5 separate regions of the Gossypium arboreum genome follow, and regions 2, 3, 4 and 5 are each linked to region 1. A link is a contact called in public Hi-C data. All regions are on one chromosome and are shown on one strand. Each heading gives the region's core, a stretch centred on a gene start, on an enhancer-like site or on the middle of the called end of the contact. The rest is flanking DNA. Distances are from core to core; before and after follow the strand shown. Region 1 holds the start of LOC128290524. Region 2 holds the start of LOC108465643 (high mobility group B protein 3-like). Region 3 has its middle 15 kb from the start of LOC108475276. Region 4 holds the start of LOC108465644. Region 5 holds the start of LOC108465649 (probable protein phosphatase 2C 27).

The links. A called contact is a pair of places that touch in the nucleus more often than the background predicts.
Region 2: a contact with region 1 is called in a Hi-C map of leaf, with 4 times the contacts expected there. The contact joins the promoter of LOC108465643 here to the promoter of LOC128290524 in region 1. A contact is called at or near these places in 2 of 5 Hi-C or Micro-C datasets (both in leaf).
Region 3: a Hi-C map of leaf shows a contact between it and region 1, with 2.9 times the contacts expected there. The contact joins the enhancer-like site here to the promoter of LOC128290524 in region 1. A contact is called at or near these places in 2 of 5 Hi-C or Micro-C datasets (both in leaf).
Region 4: a Hi-C map of leaf shows a contact between it and region 1, with 4 times the contacts expected there. The contact joins the promoter of LOC108465644 here to the promoter of LOC128290524 in region 1. A contact is called at or near these places in 4 of 5 Hi-C or Micro-C datasets (all in leaf).
Region 5: a Hi-C map of leaf shows a contact between it and region 1, with 4 times the contacts expected there. The contact joins the promoter of LOC108465649 here to the promoter of LOC128290524 in region 1. A contact is called at or near these places in 3 of 5 Hi-C or Micro-C datasets (all in leaf).

The regions. Positions count from the first base shown.
Region 1 is chr3:105,841,336-105,845,235 of ASM2569848v2, reverse strand. It overlaps LOC128290524, which reads left to right and starts at 2,429. Exons shown (of 2, transcript XM_053026205.1): 1 at 2,429-3,900. The coding sequence starts at 2,799. The coding sequence ends at 3,749.
Region 2 is chr3:106,322,408-106,326,357 of ASM2569848v2, reverse strand. LOC108465643 (high mobility group B protein 3-like) reads right to left here and starts at 1,586. Exons shown (of 8, transcript XM_017766014.2): 1 at 1,407-1,586; 2 at 1,271-1,320; 3 at 1,042-1,149; 4 at 754-811; 5 at 610-654; 6 at 440-520; 7 at 270-362; 8 at 1-177. The coding sequence starts at 1,311. The coding sequence ends at 160.
Region 3 is chr3:105,454,164-105,457,977 of ASM2569848v2, reverse strand. No RefSeq gene overlaps it. Among protein-coding and RNA genes, the nearest start is that of LOC108475276, 15 kb to the right of the region's middle. Within about 2 kb of position 2,502, at least 2 of the 2 cell types and tissues checked have an H3K27ac peak or open chromatin away from gene starts, as enhancers often do. A contact at or near this core is called in leaf, where this site is marked.
Region 4 is chr3:106,108,427-106,111,838 of ASM2569848v2, reverse strand. LOC108465644 reads right to left here and starts at 1,257. Exons shown (of 5, transcript XM_017766015.2): 1 at 1,082-1,257; 2 at 97-220. The coding sequence starts at 1,145.
Region 5 is chr3:106,304,710-106,308,425 of ASM2569848v2, reverse strand. LOC108465649 (probable protein phosphatase 2C 27) reads right to left here and starts at 1,543. Exons shown (of 4, transcript XM_017766019.2): 1 at 156-1,543. The coding sequence starts at 347.

The DNA of each region.
Region 1 (3,900 bases), core at 1,180-3,679:
TAGGATAAGTAAAATTTGATTTGACTCGAAAAGATCGAAAAAAAAGTTTAAATTTTGAATTATTCGAATCGTATAATATCAAAACCATCCACATTGTGGATGAATGGGCCCATATTCATTTCAGAAATGCAAAACGTTAAATCTCAACTTTAGCTAGTGAGTTTCTAATAATGAATTTTCATTGAAAACAAAAAACAAATGAGAATTTTTTAAATTAAAGAATCTTCTAATTCTTTAATTGAATGTCCATATGAATTCTTAATTAATTTTCGCATCATTTATGATCCAAGATGGTCCAACTGGTCACGCCAAGTAGTAAACACATTTGTATTAGTAAATTTCTAGCATGTGTTTCAATTGTACTAAATTGTAACAAATTGATAATTTTATTATTATTCCTTTTAATTTGTATCCACATATAAGTACTATTGTGATATTTACTACTGGAAATGTCTAAATCAATGTGAAGTCTATGATGCCACCAAGTCAATAAATATAATTTCAAAATAATTGTATGTAATATTCACTTCAGGGAATATGATAAAATCTTCAAATGCCCAAAAATCTATTAATAGCAAACTTGAGAGTGAATCTTATTTTCCATGTGTATAACGAGTACATAACCAATGACTTTTCATAAATAAGTTTTCTCTCTTACAAGTTTTCATCAGTAAAATTTTACCACATAATTTTAATTTAGAACTTATTCTGAATACTGTAGAATTATACTTACAGTTTTTAAAAAATACTTGCAACTTTAGATGCATTCAACCATAATAAGCTTTAGATAGAATTATCATATTCTATTGCTTATGAGTAGATCTTTATAGTCAAATATTTTGTTTTCAACCCCTTTAATAGGGATGATGACAAAGGAATATCATAAATATTATAAATTAATAATTCAATCCCTTTTTTATTCATATGAAATATAATTTTTTCTCATTCACAATCTCAATATGAGATCCATTACAAATAACTTTTAAAAGTAATGCATTAACCATCACAAATTTTGTACTTTTTAGATAGTGATATATTAGCTCTTTTGGAGCTTTCAACTAATTTTGTATTATTAAATACTGGAATAATATTTGTTTGTTTCAGCACCAAATAAGATAAATATTTTCTATCCGTAATGATAGAATTCATTACTACATTTTATATTATTCCTCAAAGAATATTTATAGAAACAAAATATTTGGGCATATGCCACATACGTGGCTAATAATTTTTCATATCATATTGATAACATAAGTTATCTTTACCCTTGGAAAAGTTGTCTTGAAAACTCTCATTGTTCTCTTATTTATTATTATGTTCCCACTTTTAGTGGTCAATTAGTATATATTTTATTTTCTTTATGTTTACATTCACTTTGGGGAATACAACAAATCTAGTAGGACGGACTTATAAACATCCCAATAGATTCTTTATTTCATAATCACCATCGCAAACATGCGTGGATTTTAAATTAAAATCTATCTATTCATGTTGTCATGATTAGTCTCTAATTATAATAAATATGATATAATAAATAAATCATAGTAAAATATACTTGAAGATCTTTAACAACATCATCATCACTAGAAGGTATGAGATAGTTCGAAAATATTCTTGATTTCATATAGATAACGGTATCAAATCTTTCACCATCCTTAAGAACAAAAAGTAAAATAAGTTAATCAAAATAATGATAACATATAATGAAAGAAGAATGAAAAATAATAATCTGATATGAAATATTAAATAAAATAAACTTCTTGTAAAAACTTTGCATTTTGCCGTCAAAGAAATTGAAAATTGTGGAGGATAAACTTGATCGTCGATAAAAGGAACTATCACTTTGAGCAATATCGTACTGATAATATGTTATAAAATAAAGAGAGATGGGGAGAATAAAGAACAAAGAAAATATGAAAGTAACAGAGAATGTACTTTAATGATCAAAAGGGGTGATTACAATGCTTCATCAGAATCTCTATTTATAGGCATAAGAAGTATAAAAGAGATTTAATTCCAATAACTATTAGAATTTAAAGTATACTAAAACTTTATCTTGATCATGATAAACATCCATTTAATAATATATTCATAACAACTAATTCTTTTTTCCCTTTAAAAGATTTATTTTTTTTCTTTCCTTACAAGCTTATTCATTCAACTTGATCCAACTCTAGGAAATCTTAGAGAATTTATTAAAGCCATTTATTGTTTTTCTCTAAAATTCTTTTTGGAAAAGTTTAATAACACTCAATTCACTTCATATTGTTCATCTTCTATTTTGTTGATTCAATTTTTTTCCATCTTTTGATACGAAATGTTTTATTCAACGGCTATTTTAGGTTATGAGTTTTGTTATTTATGGCTTATTTTAATTATGTTATTTGTGTTACTTAAACGATGTGTTTCATCAGGTTGTTTTAATGAAACGTTGTGTAAAAGAGTTAGCATAACGGCCCGCTAAATACGGGTTGTACAACTGTTTAGGTTGTTTTTTGTCTTTCTTATATGCAACCAATGTTTTGGCTGCTACAATTATGAAAATATTCAGAAATTGGTTTCTTCTTTCCCTCTCAATTCTTCCTATCTAATCTCCTTCTTTCTCTTCTATTTCTAGTTGAAAAAATACACCGTAAGAAAGGTATAAGAGCTAACGATTCTCCATGACCGGTGAAGGCCCAACCACTCGTCTTCAGAAAAAGATTTCACACATCCAGTAGGAAATGTCGCAGGTGCAGGCGGACCTTTCGCAACTTAACGGTAGAATGGATTAACTCTATAGAGAGATCCGAACAGATATGCAAGTTCTTTCTGAGAAGTATTTCAGCCAGGTGACTTCAACATCTGTTCTCAACCTTATCCATGACAAGGGTAAGGTAATAATGGGGGAAGCTCCACTGGGGTATTCGATCAAAGATGCTTGGGCAGATTTGGGACCAAAAGGAGCGAATTCGAGGATGACAAGAGTTGATACATCACACTGGGGATTTAGAATTGACTGCCCACAATTTGATGATTCCAATTTTAGGAGTTGGTGGTCCAAGTTAGATCAGTATTTTGAAGCTGAGAACATCTTGGGTAATGCTCGAGTGAGGGTAGTGATGCTGAATCTGGATAGAAGAGAGTTAGAGTGGCATCACTTCTTTGCTCAAAGACATGGGGGATTACCGTCACTGACCTGGGATACCTATACTCGTGCCTTGAAAGAAAGATTTGGCACTAATTCGTTTCTAAATCCTATGTCAGTGCTAGTGGCACTGAAACAACAATGTGCCATTGACCAGTATCTTGATTCTTTTCTTAGTTTGCTGAATCAACATCATTTACCAGATGATTATGCTTTAGATATTTTTGTGAGCAACTTGAAAATAGAGATACGACAATACATTTTATTATTTAAACCTAAGATTTTAGTGGAGGGTTATTTGATGGCCAAGCAGGTGGAGGAGATTTTGGGCTACAATCAAAGGAAATTCTGGCCAAGTCAGATTGGGAGTCATACTAAAAGGGCTACTTTACCTCCAACACTATCTTCTCCTACACGATCTTTTTTGGTTCCAAGGCTCACTCATGGGTCAAGTTCTATAGTAGTAGGAAATCAGAAAGGATCGACAAAATCCTTATCCCTGGTTGATATGGAAGATCGGAGAAAAAAAAGGGTTGTGTTTCTAGTGTACAGCCAAATACTCTCCAGGGCACAAGTGTGTCAAATCACAACTGTATTAGGTAATGCTCGAACCTTACCCTGATAGTGAGGATGATATTAGGAGCCCTCAAATTGATGAACTTACAGAGGAAACTGAACCACTGGATACACTTGACAAGGTTGACCGTGAAAAAGAAACAACCACACCACCTCTTCTTTCTCTACATGCTATACAAGGTTCACAAGGGCTTCAC
Region 2 (3,950 bases), core at 337-2,836, 480 kb before region 1:
ACCCATCTACAACTATTAATTTCCAAACGTCAAAAGAAACCAACACCATCCAGAGTTACATTTTTGCTTAAATGAAATTTGCATTTAAAAAGCATTAACATAAGATGATCAAACACTATCACAGCCTACTTTGATTATGCTATCCTCCCAGGATTTTTCCTACTCATCATCTTCTTCCTGCATTTACCAAAAAAGAGAAACCCGAATCAATAGGGTCCAAAATAAGCCAGAAGATCAGTGACACAAAACTTATACTAATTGCAACTCACGTCTCCACTGCCTTCATCATCATCTTCTTCTTCATCATTCACCTCAGATACAGACTTCTCAGATTCCTCCTCATCTTCTTGGGGACCCTCAGCCTGGAATTAATCCAAAAAGTTTATTAACTTTTAACTCGTCAAATAATATGTATAAACAAAAGATAACAGCAAATCACCTGTCTCTTATTGTAGGCTTTCATGTTCTTTTCATACTCGACCTTTCGTTTCTCTGCCTTATCAACATAAGGTCGCTTTTCCTAAAATCATTTATTTTACATTAATCATGATGCACATTTGCATGTATGTTGAAGATTATTTTCAGTACTGAACATAGAAAAATACTTACAGCTTCAGAAAGGCTCTTCCATTTATCTCCACCAGCTTTGCCAACCTGAATTTGAATCCAAAAGAGAAATTAAGAAAATAAATAAATAAATAAAAAGGAAAGAAACCTGTAAGAAAATCCAAAAAAGAAAATGGTCATACTTACAGCAGCAACGGACTTGTTTTTAGGGTGCTCCTTCTTGTATTGCTCGCGGAACTCCTCCCTTTTATCACGAAATCAACATTAACAAATTAGATGAAATATGAATGTAAATAGTAATCTCATCCTCGAAGATCAACTTTGCTTTGACAATAAGAAGATTCGTTCAATTCACCTCTTCGATTGTGGTTTTTACGAAGAATATAAACGCCAGAGTTTTCCACGAAGCAAATGGAACAAACCAAAAAATTTAAAGAAAACCGACAAATACAGGAGAGATTCATGAATGATTACATGAAAACGAAGAAGGCGCTAGCAGGCCTCTTTGGCTTGTTTGGATCCTTAGCTGCCTTCCCCGATTTCTTTCCAGCTTTCGTGATTGATTTCTTATTCACGGAGAGCCTACAAACGAACCAAAAAATTTAAAAAAAAATAGAAGTCAAATAATAGGAAACGTTAATACACATCACGATCTGAGGTCCTAGAACACGCGATCTGAAGAGCCGAAAGGAGAAAAGCTTACTTGGCGCTCTTGGCATCCGACTTGGATTTACCTCCTTTCATGTTTGAATCCTGCAAATGAAATCGCAGATGAGTGAAAAAGCAGATGAAATCGATAGAAAGAAGTGGAAATTCGATAAAAATCGATGGGGAAATACCTGATAGAGGGCTAGGGTTAGAGTTACGGATGAGAGAGGGAGAGAGGAATTGGGGAATAAAAGTGCGATAGAAATAGAGATGTATTGAGAATAGAGGAGGGTTGAGTTGAGAGGCCGAATCTCGAAAGCGGAGATATTAAGTTTTGGGCAAATTGAAATTCAATTGCACGCGAAATGAGAATTGAGGGGGTTTAGGCGGGATTGGGAATTTTCATGCCACGTCATCGATCTGTGTGCTTTTATGTTATTGGCTGTGTCACTCCTAATCTTTTTGGCTTTCCAGATTCTCACCTCTTTCTTTTGTTGTGCTTCCTCTGTGCTTCTTCTCTCTCTCACCTGATTCGTGATTTAATGGGCCCTTCCCTGATTCTAGCCCAATCCATTTATTTCAGGGCCTCATACATGGACCTTAAAATGGCTCCCCAAGTCCATTTTCAGCTCAACTTTACGCCACACCGCCACTCAAATTACTCTATTCATCCAAGATTAAAAACAAAACTTATACTCATCTACATAATCTTTTAATAGAATCGTAAGGCTACGTTTACTGTTACTAGGGTTGTAAGCTAGGAATCTTTGAATTCCTTCTTCTTTCAATGCTTGTGATTGACTTGTTGGGCAGTGGTATACCTGTCGCTATTTCATGGTAGTCGCATTGTCATAGCGATGTGAAAATATTTCACACTAATATTAGTTAAATTGTTTCTCTTTTCTTCAAAGTCAAAGGCAGCCTAATCAAAAAAATCATCGTATTTGGTATTGCAATCAACTAAAGTAAACTCAATAGAAACTAATGCTCAATTGTGACTTGTTGACAAGTCAAATATTTTGCAACATACTCAATAACCTTCCTTTTCATATCGAACCACCAATACAAACCTTTCAAATTATGGCACATCTTGTTATCTCCAGGATGTATGGCATAGAAACTACTGGGAGCCTCTTGAAGTATCTCATGCTTCAACTCCTCATCACTAGTCACATAAATCCTCTTTTAGAACATCAAACGACCATCATTATATCGATATCACAGTCATTAGCTCTATTTTCCTCAAATTACCTTCTCATTGCTAACAACTTCATATCAACCAATTGTTTATCTCTAATTTGCTAACAACTTCTAATTTGCTTAACTTGCAATTCAGCCAAAAGACCACCATCATCCACCAACTATAACCGAGCAAACATAGCTCTCAAATCTACCAATAACTTCTTACTCAAAGCATCAACACCGCCATTTGTCTTGCCCAGATAATAATCAATAATATAATCATAATCCTTTAATAGTTCAATCCATCTTCACTATCTCAAGTTCAACTTATTCTGAGTTAAGAGATATTTAGGACTCTTGTAATTAATGTATATATAAAACTTCTTACAATACAGATGGTGTCATCATATCATTAATGCAAATACTACCATCACCAACTCTAAATCATGAGTTAGATAGTTTCGCTCATGATTTTTCAATTGCCTTGAAGCATATGTCACTACCTTCCCCTCTTGCATCATTATACATCCTAAACCAGTATATGAAGCATCATCGTAAATAATAGTCTTTCCCTTAATTCTGGTTGATTCAAAACAAGAGCCTTTGTTAAAATAACCTTTAATTACTCGAAACTCTCCTGATGCTTCTCATTCCACTCAAATGGCTTACCTCTTTACAACAATTTCTTCAACGGAATGGAAATCATGGAAAAACCCTTAACAAAGTGACAATAAAATCCAGCTAAAACCCAAGAAACTATTAACCTCGATAACATTCTTAGGTTCTTTCCGCTCCAGGATAGCTTCTATCTTCTTAAGGTTAACTTTAACACCAACCTCAAAATAAGATGACCAAGAAAAATCACTTTTGACAACTAGAAATCACGTTTACTCAACTTTACAGATAACTTCTTTTCTCAGAAAATCTATAGAACAACTCAAAGATGTCTATCATTATCATCCTTAAACCTCGAATACACTAAAATATTATCAATGAACACCACCAAAAATTGATCAACATATTGTTGGAAGATACGATTAATCAAATCTATAAATGCAACTGGAGTTGGGATCTAGCATCCTTAGTGTAGTGATTACATCTATGTACTTGAAATTTTTCAAACAAATTGGTTTAATAAAACTCCATCATTATTATTAATATCTTTTTGTTTATTGTCTTAAATGGTTTTCGCATGTAAAACAAAATAAAAAAAAAGTATTGGCTCATTGATTGTCTAATGTTTAACTAATATTAAGTTGCATTATGTGGATGATCATAATTCAAGAAGACAACTTATATTAATAGATAATTTAACACGTACATAGTATAATTGAAATTCAGTAAGTTGATTGAAAGAGTAATATGTCATCTATCAAGTCCAAATAAGAACATAACTTGTATTGGGTATTGGAGTAGATGACTCCTAAAAGATAGATATATAGATGTGAATGTCTGGATTAGCAGTACATTGGACAGAACCCAAGTAGAATAAATCCTAAATCTATTTATGGATTTATTCACTTGTGACATTCATAGTGTAATTTACTTTAATA
Region 3 (3,814 bases), core at 1,253-3,752, 390 kb after region 1:
TAGGTTTTTCGGGCATTCTGAGACCTATATATGACAAAAATAAGAAGATAAGAGTGAGTCGTTATCGAAAACTCAAGAAAATAACTCGAAGAACACTATTGAAGCCAATTCTGAAGCAGATTTCCATCAAGATTAAAGATTCTATTTTTATTTCTTTGTAGATTATTATCAGTTTCTTTCTTTCTTGTGCTTATACTATATTTTGGATGTTTTTATTTGCAAGCATGAACTAATTTTCTAAATATCTAGTGAGATGAACCCTATGATGAATTATGTCGTTTGATTTCTATTTTACGCAATAAATACTTAGATATTGTTCTCAATTATGTGTGTTTAATTCTTGGTTTGATATTTCTAGATTATTGATCAATGTTTGATGTGCTTAAATCAGAGGAGGAATGAGCCTATTTAAGAGTAGATCTAGCGAAATTGAGTGGAGTTGCATGTAATTCTAAAAATAGGACGACATAAATTACCAGATTAGAGTCAAACCTAATAGAGGAATCCATAGATAGGGTTAATACAATAATAAGGGTTTTAATTACAAAGAAATTTCAATTAATCAACCTAGAGTGCTCTTATTCTTGAAGAGAGATATTAGCATAATTTAGGGATTTCTACAGATCAAGATACTAAGCGAAGAAATTGTGTAATTTAGATTAATAATGATAGATGAAATTTAGATGAATTCTTTCATGGGTATTGTTTTGATTATTAGTTGTTTACTCAATTATTTGCCTAATTTGTTATTTGTCGCGTTCATAGTTAATTAATTTAGTTAATTCTATTTATCAATCAATTGCTCTAATTATTCGTTTAAACAATAGAAAGAAGGCAATTACTAGTACTTTTAGTCCGCGCGAGAACAATATCTTTGCTCACTGTAACTATACTATTAATTAATAGGTGCACTTGCCTTAGTTAGATTTTTAGTTGGTTTACGATTGCATCAAGTTCTTTTCTAGTCTGTGTGTTTGCTTGAAGAGAAGCAAAGATTTAAGTGTCAGAATTTGATCTGTCATAATTTAATATGGCAAATTGAGTCATTTTCAATACTTAACAACCTTTGAATCAAGAATTTTAATGTTATTTTAATAGTTTTATGATTTATTTGTTATTTATGCTTTGTCGATTAAAATAAGCCTTATAAGATATTTATTGACAAATTAAGCAACATCATTCCTAATAAATTCTAACTAAGTGATGTAATTGGTGTAAGAAACTGACTTGAGCTAAATGGCATAGATGTTAGAAGATTGTTGAGAATGTTGCTGCATTGAATACACGAAATCATGACATTAAAGCAGAATATGTACCTAGGATGAATTTTGAGATACATCATCATTGTAGGTGGACTATGACCAAGGTCACGACGTTGGAGGTTAAGAGTAGCAACATTGAAAAAGTGAAGTTACAAATTTTGATAAATAAAGTGAACTTTTATTGTTATTTAAAACATTTCATTTTTACAATTTAATTAAAAATCGTGTAAATATATAACCTTTGCGTAAGAAGGGAACTAATACTAGTAATAAATAAAAGCATCATCATGTTAATCTTTTAGATTCTTTGATGGAAAACTCTCTGAAAGTGGTGACGGTGATGGTGATTCACAATTATCTGAAGATCGTAACACCAAGAAAATTAGGTTTAAAGATGATTCCGATGGGGCTTCTGTGGATATGGCTATGGACTCTGATCCACCTTTAAGTGCGACAATGTCATGGAAAGACAAACTCTTTGGGGCTGGTTCGTCTGGTGCTGGTCAGGAAGTTGCGGGGGTTGATGAGGGAAGTGATGGAGATTTTATTCTGTTGGACGATGATATTATAAGGTCCACTGTTAATGGAATCCCGACAATTGATTTCTCCGATCGAGTCAAAGAAATTTTATACAAAGAGATGGAGATGACAGTAGTTTTAAAACTACTAGGCCAAAATATCAGCTATGGTGTTCTGTTTATTCGAATTAGCAACCTTTGGAAGCATATACATCCATTTCAATTAATGGATATAAGTTCCAGAACAAGGAGGATTATGACGATGTTTTAACACAGGGACCATGGATAATTTTTGGGCAATATTTGACAGTCCAACCGTGGACAAAAGACTTTTCTCCCCTTCAACCATACCCAACTGTAGTTATGGCGTGGATCAGGCTACCTGGATTACCTGGGTTTATGTACAAGAGGAAGATCCTCGAGGCAATTGGAAGCATGATCGGTAAGGTTGTAAAGTTTGACTTTAATACCGATAATAGAACTAGGGGCAGATTTTCCAGAATGGCTCTGTTCATCAACCTGGATAAGCCTCTCATTTCTCAGATTTGTGTTAATGGAAAAATTCAGAGGGTGGAATATAAAGCCTTACCAACGATTTGTTTTACCTATGGAAAATACGGGCATGTGAGGGAGTTGTGTCCCTTATCGAAAGAAACATCGAACAAAGCTGGTGACAAAGTGGTGATTGACGGTGGTTCAAGCAACAACAATGGCTACCTTAGGAAGGACTCTGAACCAACTTTCGGTCCTTAGATGTTGGTGGAGCATAGATCCCAGTGAAGATCAGGGAACTCTCAGGATTCTGGTGGTATGGTTGCTAGAAAAGGGAGGTTGGGCTCCAAATTTAATGTCCTTAACATTAAAGGTAAGAGGACTGGCAGTGAAGAGGAGACGACAAAGGCAGATTTTGGGGGATTAAACGCTAATGCGGTGGAATCTGATTTGATTCCCCTTGATTCTAGGGAAGAAAATAATATTAAATCTGTGACTTACCCGCATATTAAAGCTGCTAAAAAATTGGTTCTTGATTCAGATGCCCAAAAGAATATTTGCAATCCGGGCCTGAATTTGGAAGCCTAAAAGAATACTACTAAATTAGTTACTAAGCGCATGGGGGGAAGAGTCCATTTGGGCCAAGAAAATGACAGAATAAGGCTGAAAAGTCTGAGGAAAAATATAATGATTGATAGTGGGTCAAATGGGTCTCTGGTTAGGCCGCCATCCAAAGAGAACCCAAACGGATTATGTTTGCAGGCTTGTCCAATTGAAGCAAATCTTTTTGCATCCAGTATACATATGAATTCAAGGACCACAAGTATTCAAGCTTGTGGATCGGTGGAAAAGCAAGATAGGCCTTTGCCTCTCCCCAGGCCCGTTAATGACCAATAGCTTTCTCCTGCATAGTCCAATTCCAAGAAACCCCAGGTTTTTCCAAATGTTAAATTAATTTTGACTAACCTAGAATTTGTTACTGTTTTTTCGGATGCAGGTAACTTTGGAAACCATTTTGACTCTAAATTGCGAGCTAGCAACTCAAATTATATCAAGGCACATTTCAACCCAGCTTTTGAAGGCCTTGTAGAGGTTGAGGTCCAGCTAACTGATAATATTTTAGATCAAGGGAAACACTTTGCTGTCACTTTTAAAAAATTTTCTAATTCTCCTTATTAGTCTAAAGGTCATACTTTTGAGCCTATGAGTGCAGGCAACACAGGAAATAAGGATCGAAAAAGCAATGAAAATTTTGGCATTACTAAAGGAGGACATAATAATAGTAATGTCTTAAAGGGACGCGAGAGTATATTTAAAGCTTCTGTAAACTCACGAGTTTCTTTAGCTGACTCTATGAAATAGGTGGCGAAGCTTATATCCTCTGACCTCTCGAACGAAGATAAAATGGGAGTGCTTGTTGAATCTAACCCTAGTGGATTGAACGATTCCCGATAGTAATGGTATGGTTCTTTACAATTTTTTATTAATTATGAATCTCTCGATTTTTTCTTAGAATTGTCAAGGATGCACCAATGCCAGATT
Region 4 (3,412 bases), core at 8-2,507, 270 kb before region 1:
TAGTTGATAATGCTTTCATTAGTAGGTGCCAGTTACAGGACTACTTGTACGTACTATTATGCATTCTTGTGCTCCGAACGTGATCAGTGATGATACCTGTAGGAAGCTTGAACTGTTACTACTGGCCTTCTAGAGGAAGAAAGATGCAGTTTTCCTAAGCCATTAGAATTGAATGACGAGTTTGTGGGACTAGCACCCCCTGCTGTCTTTAAATGTGAGCCTAAACACACACACAAAAAAAAGTAAGGAACAAAACAATGATACAGCTTTGGTGTAGACATATAATAGAAAATAGAATTAATATTAGTTTAGTTTTGCGTTTGTATAAAGAGCAAAGACAACCAATTTTCTGATTTCAAAGAATGGACATGAACATGATGACGATAATGATGATATAATCTAAAAATCTGAATCAACACTAAAACCCAGATTCTTGTTGTAAAAGATCTGAACGGCTGAACTAAAATAAACAAACAATCATGAGCGTCATGTCAAACAATCAATTCCAACCAAGCTATAACCTTTAGCGAATCCAATCGTTATCTTTCATCTTTAGCTTATAGCATTTGCAGTCGGTTATTGCCCCAGGGTTTTAGGGTACACCAAGTCAAATATTTTACAAGTATGCTAACATATTTAAAGAATGAATAAGGCCTATTGTAATTATTCTACTACCCTCCCACAGCTTCAATATTGAAAATTTAATCAAAGTCCACAGATACAACGATGATAGATCATATTCCTTCAAAATTTTTTTCTGCATTACTATCTTATTTCACTGAATAAAAAATAAAAAATAACAAGTACAGTTTAGGGCAATCAAAATTAAGCAGGGTCTTGAACCCAAAAAAAATCATGGAAATGACTAGTGTAGAACTAAATGCAGCTAAAAGTTTTCAGCTAGTGCAATAAATCCGACGGCCTAAGCAAGAAAGAAGAGGAGAGTATTAATTTATTATGCATTAGAACTTAGAAGTTGAATTATATTCCATTTAAAATAAAGTTGATTAGAACGAATGAACAGAAAAAAAGAAGATCAGAAGGAAAAAAGAAGAGAGATGAAGTAAAGGAATTATATTACCAGAAGAAGATAATTGGAATGGAAGACTTGTGGGCAAAACCAAAGAATTAGAGAGGATAGTCATAATTTAAGAGAGAGAGAGAGAGAGAGAGAGAGAGAAATACAAAGGAAAGGAAGCAGGTGAGAATTGAAAGCAGGGAAGTTGATTTTGACTTTGATAAGCCCCGCGGTGGAAGTTGTTGGGCCAGGCCTAACTTCTTCAATGGCGCCCGTTGTTTACTTATATTTCTGAAATATAGATATTTATCAGTTCTGGGACATCATGAGGGTTTGTGTGCTGGTTCAGAATTTGTAGTCCAATACTCCAATTCTGTCATGCAGTGTTACAAGTTATTTTAATATTAATTTAATAAATATATATATTTAGTCGAAAAATTATAAATTTAATTTAAAATATTTTTAAAAATTATAAATATTATTATAATAATATTTTATTTTTATTTTATATAAATTAAAAAATTTAAAACACTAAAAAATAATAGAGGTCCAAGAATCAAACTGGAATTGACGAAAATTTGTATATAAAATCTTTACCCTCTACCTATAGCTCATTTATTATTAACATTTTTATAAACATATTTTTACATAAAGATTTTACTTTTACACACGTGAGTGTGATATAATCCAACGTTCTAAAATCAAATTAATTCAACTAAAACATGATACAACTCCCATTGTATGCTTGCAAATTGATTTTAACCGAGCAAAGTGAATGGCTTTTGGCAGAGAATCCACTTAAAATTGTTAAATCAACCTAGACAATCGATAGTGTACCAACTTGACATATTTATGTGCTTTATTCAATTTGGCGTTGTGCCTTTCTACTGTTTTTCTTTTCTTTTCTTTTTCTATTTTATTTTTTCGATTTATTCAATTATATTTCCTTTGTTATTTTTTTTTATTATGAGCAACTAAATCAATTTCTAACCAAAGGTAAACCAAAATTTGGTATTTGAGTTGTGAGATCCGAAATCGTGTTTAACCCTTCTCGTTAAGGTATTTGTTTTTTCTCCAAGTCAAGAGATAGATAGGATCGTCTCATAGTATTGTTTTTAGCTCCGTGTCAAGAAGGATCCTTTATACAGTGTTGGGAACAATACACAGTTGGTACAATTAATTTGGTGCCGAATTACTTTACCGAAGAACAAGTTGCTGAGGTTTGATTGGTAGTGCAGTTGGGTGACGTCGTGGGATTAAGTGATCTAATTTAAATGATTCACGCGGTTGAGATCGTTAACTAGAGTATGATTCTTCTAGCTTGTAAGGCCGCTGACGGATTAAGTCGTGAAAGCATCTTTTGGGGTTATTCATTCGATAAGGGTTAATCATTGGGTGGTTCCCACGATTATTTACGATTAAGGAAGAATTGGTTGTTGAGGTGTCCTTAATCACTATATATATAACTGCCCACCCAACGAAGTTCTAGTATTCTGTTACTATTTATAGAGATATGGTATTTGAAGTAAAATTTGAATGAGTAAGGTATTAGTTTTAACTAAGTATAAGACTCTGTGAATGCACCAACTGGCGAATCTTGTGTTTGGCGAGCTCAGTAGTTTGGTAAACTCTCCTGTGGAGTATACGTCACCCCAGTTGTTTAGGCGTTTAAGTTAAGTTCGTAATTTGATAGAATTAGTTATTATTTTTGGGTGTGACGATTTAGTTAGTCTAATGAGAACTGGTTAGAATGGAACTAAGTTACTATAGTTGATAAGACTAAAATTATGGTGGAGTACTTAGTCACGATTATCGGGGGAGAGTTAGTGGGCTAATTTGACTTTTCCACTAAGCCTTACTTCCGTGTTTAGTTGTATAAAGTTAGTAGTGACTTCTTGGGCAAGTTTTATGTCTTCTTCGCATTCATTTTGCTTCTAGATTTTTCTCTACTCTCACTCCTTCTGAAACTTAAGACCAGAAACCTACTTGAAGTTGGGTTTGCTGTATTTAGCCAACTTATTCGTTCATTTTAGCACCCTGACAACTATTGATGAGCTTTAGGTTATTTTCTTGGTTATTTACGTGATCTCACCAATGCATGCTTTAGTGTTAGATTTGTATGTAAGGAAGGAAACTTCCTAAATCTGGGTTTTATGATTATGTTTCTTGCAAGCATATTTAATTTATGGTATAGCGATATGATAAGTTTAACTATCTATATTATAGCTCAAGATACTCTTGAAGGTTCTTGTGATAAGGGTAAAGGTCCTACTATTTAGACTTATTGCACTTTCTGGTGAGTTCCATCTTACATCCATGTGTGTATTGTCTTTGTTAATATTTTGCTTAAGGTAAGTATTCATGCCCTATAAAGATGAAATGTCTGTATATGAA
Region 5 (3,716 bases), core at 294-2,793, 460 kb before region 1:
AAGGAAAGATCATCGAATCTAGCGGCTACATATTAAACTATTGGAGTGAAATTGCTAATATGATGTTATCTTCAGCTACTTCTGAATTAATGATCCAACAGCACATCAAATGAAATCAATTAAAAATCTTGCTCAAGATTAGAGATGAAACATACCAGATTAGCCTCGGCAATCAACTTGGCTGAGCCCATGGAATGGCGCATAACTGAGAGGTGGCGGGGAGGTTTACCAAGGGGGACTCGTTTTACATTATCCAAATTTTCATTGTCCATGTCTGATAAATTATCCTTACTATAACTATCTTCTACGATTTGACATGGAGCTGAAATATCCATATCTGCTGCCATATTCCTTACTCAACCATGGATTAAAGATCTCAACAACCCTCTCTAAAATTCTTGGAGAAATGTCTCAAAACACAACCAAATCCTGAAGCAACTTGTCAGAAATCTTCCAAACAAAGCTTGGAGCCAATCTTAAGTTTATTACCAGACAGATAAAATTACTCAAAGCAATCAAATGCCTCGATGAAATTCCAACCTAAAGGAATCTTATATTTTGTGCATTAGGGTTCCTTGGCAACAATTCAAAAATCTGAGGAAACCAATTCGTTGGGTAAAGATGTAAAAATTCTAAAATATGTAGAACCGGGGTCAACTTCCAGATCAAACTAAACTAACCCAGACGGTATCAGAAAAAGAAAAACTCAAAACTTTATACGATGACTAAGTCTTCAATTACCTCCGAATCAAGCTATCCAACAGCCCATCTAAATTATGGGTTTTTTATAATCACTTGAAGCAATTGACGGAATCTCTCCAAAAAGAACCCCAGATCAGAACTCGATTAATTTACCAATAAATAGATGAAACCAACAACAGTATCACGATATTCATTGAAGGAGAAGAAGAAATGAAGAAGAATTGCACCAATAAAAGGAAAGAAACAATAAAGGTCCAACCAAGGATAGGGGAAAACTGTAAAGAAAATAAGAGAAATTCTCACAAATGGTAAATATGACGGTTCTTTGTGTTTTGCCTTTGCGTTTGCCCTTTTTTTTAGTAATTTTTTCTGGGTGGGTTGATCCAAGAGAGAGAGAAAGAGAGAGAGAAGGCAATGGGCGTTGAAAAGAGAGAAACGGGGGAATGGAAAACAAAGGTAAAAACTTGGTGTAGCTGTTGGTTCTTTGTTGCTAATGCTATGTGGTTGGTCACCGGCGATTCCAGGTAATCCGGTGGATCTTCTAAGCTGTCGCGGGCCGAAGATGGCGTTTGCATTGTGGCTTTTAATAATTGGTGGTAACACTTGGTTGACCGGATGGTATTTTTATTTTCGTTAGTTGCGGCCCTAACTTCCTAGCCGTTGGATCTCTCTGTCTTGCTTTTCTTATTTCATTTTTTAACGGTTTGAGAGATGGGATGAGAGGTTAGGCTCGTTAACGTCCGTTTAGAGGACGTGGCAGATTGTGATTGGAAGGAAGTTTAGAAGCAGTAGAAGTAATACAACTACAACACTTCACTGCATCCATCTCTCTTTCAGTCTAAAATTAAACACTGTTCACTTCTGTCTAAAATAATAACACAAGATACGTGTCTAGCATCATCTCTTATCACCCCTTCATTTAAATCATCAAATTAAATTAATTAAACATTTTTCATAAAATATTAATATTTTATTAAATTAAGCATTAATGATTATTTCAAGTACAAATTATTTTAAGTTATGATCCTCTACTTTCTTTAAATTTAAAATTAATATTTACATATTTTTAGTATAATTAAAATATCTTTTAGATTTATTTTAAATTGATTCATATTATTCTACTAATAATTGATACCTTTAATTATTTTAATTAAAATTAATATTAAACTTTTTCTTTAAAAAATACACATTTCAAATTTGCAAAAAATAAAAATAAAAATGATTTCATCATACTTAAAATATTTTTAAGTTTTATAAAACTAAAAATAAGTCTCCAAAATGCCTTAGACAAATGTTTTTAAGGACCCAAGACCTTTCAAAAATGTTTCTAAGTCTTTCTCATGCACATTTTAGGTTATGTATTAATACTTGTCGGGTAAGTATTGATACCCCCTTATCGAGTATCTAATAACACTATGAATTTCGGAACTGAATCGAATCATCCGGTTGGTTTGAGAATCAGTTGGGATACCGATTTGGAACAAAAGATTAGGTCGATTTATCATTGACTTGATGGTCGAATCAATTTTTTAATATTTTTATAAATTTTTAATGAATTTTAATCGATTCGGTTGGATTAATAGAACTCATGGTTGGTTCGATTTGACCATCGTTGTAACACCTCGAAAATTTTGATATGACATGTGGCATAATTTCAAGTTCAAATAACGAAAAAATTATGAGAAAAATTTATGGAATGACTCAGATAAGAAATTTTATAAAACGCATTGGATATTGGTGATGGAAATATGTGAAAAGAGTTGTAAAAGTGAAAATATGACAAAAAGGACCAAATTGTAAATTTTGACAAGTATGAGGACTTATGTGCAAAATTACCCAAAATGGAAAATATCAATTATTATGGATTATTTTACATGAAATGGATTGGAATGTGGTTTGGTGCAATGAAAATCACTTTTGGGGACTAAAATTGGAAAATTTGAATAATATAAAGATTGAATTGCAATTTTCTCATTTTTATTGGGAAAAGGGCCAAAGTGCAATTTTTACCACTCATAAAGTTATATTAAATATTTATGATGAATTATGAGCTTGAATTTGTCTAAGTATCAATTCTGAGAAGAAAATTGTAAAAAAAGGGCAAAAAGGAAATTTTGTCACAAAAAGGTAATTTGGTCAATTCTTGAGACTTTTATGATGGAAGTGATATTTATATATGATATTTGATATCTGGAATTATTTTGGATCATTGGAACCTCGTATTAAGGAAATGATCTCCAAACAGACAAATTCAGACTTAAGTTGTTGGACATAGGCCCAACGCCCCACATGTTGATATTTTTGTAGAGGATGAGAACCCCCTTTAACCTCATTTCCCCCCCTCTTTTCCAACAATAGCAATAACCATTGCTGCCATTTTCTTATTTTTTCAATTTCTCTCAAAATTTCCACTACCCACCTTAAGATTTTGTAAAAATCTTCATGTAAACAACCTCCTGAGCTCAATTCCTCCATCAATTTAATCATTTTTAACCTAGGGTTTATGGAGTTTTAGCCAATGAAGTTAAAGCTAGAGTGAGAAAGCTTAATAAGGTAAAAATGACTTCCTATGCCCTTATTAGCTTGATATTTGTTAAAAAATGTTATGAGAAAGCTTGGAAGGAATTTTTATTAATTTTTGAATGTATTTTTATTGTATGGAAATAGAGAAATGTTGATTTATGGAGTTCCAAGCTTGATTGAGGATGAGTTGTAGCTCATGGAAGCTTGATTTAGTATTGTAGAGCATTCTTTGAGGTAAGTATTATGGATACTCACCTTTCTCCTAAGTTAGTATGGTTAGGATTTATGAAGTTAGTATTATAATTAAGCGTATAATGGTGTTAATATTAGTGTGAAATTCCATGGCATTAAGATATGAAATAAGTCATCAAAATGTAAAGTTCTAATTATGTAGCCATGAAGTGCTTCATTAATTAAAATTATGACATAAGAACTTTGGGATGCCATAAAAGTATTAGTGGACATGTATGAACCATGTCACTAATATGGAA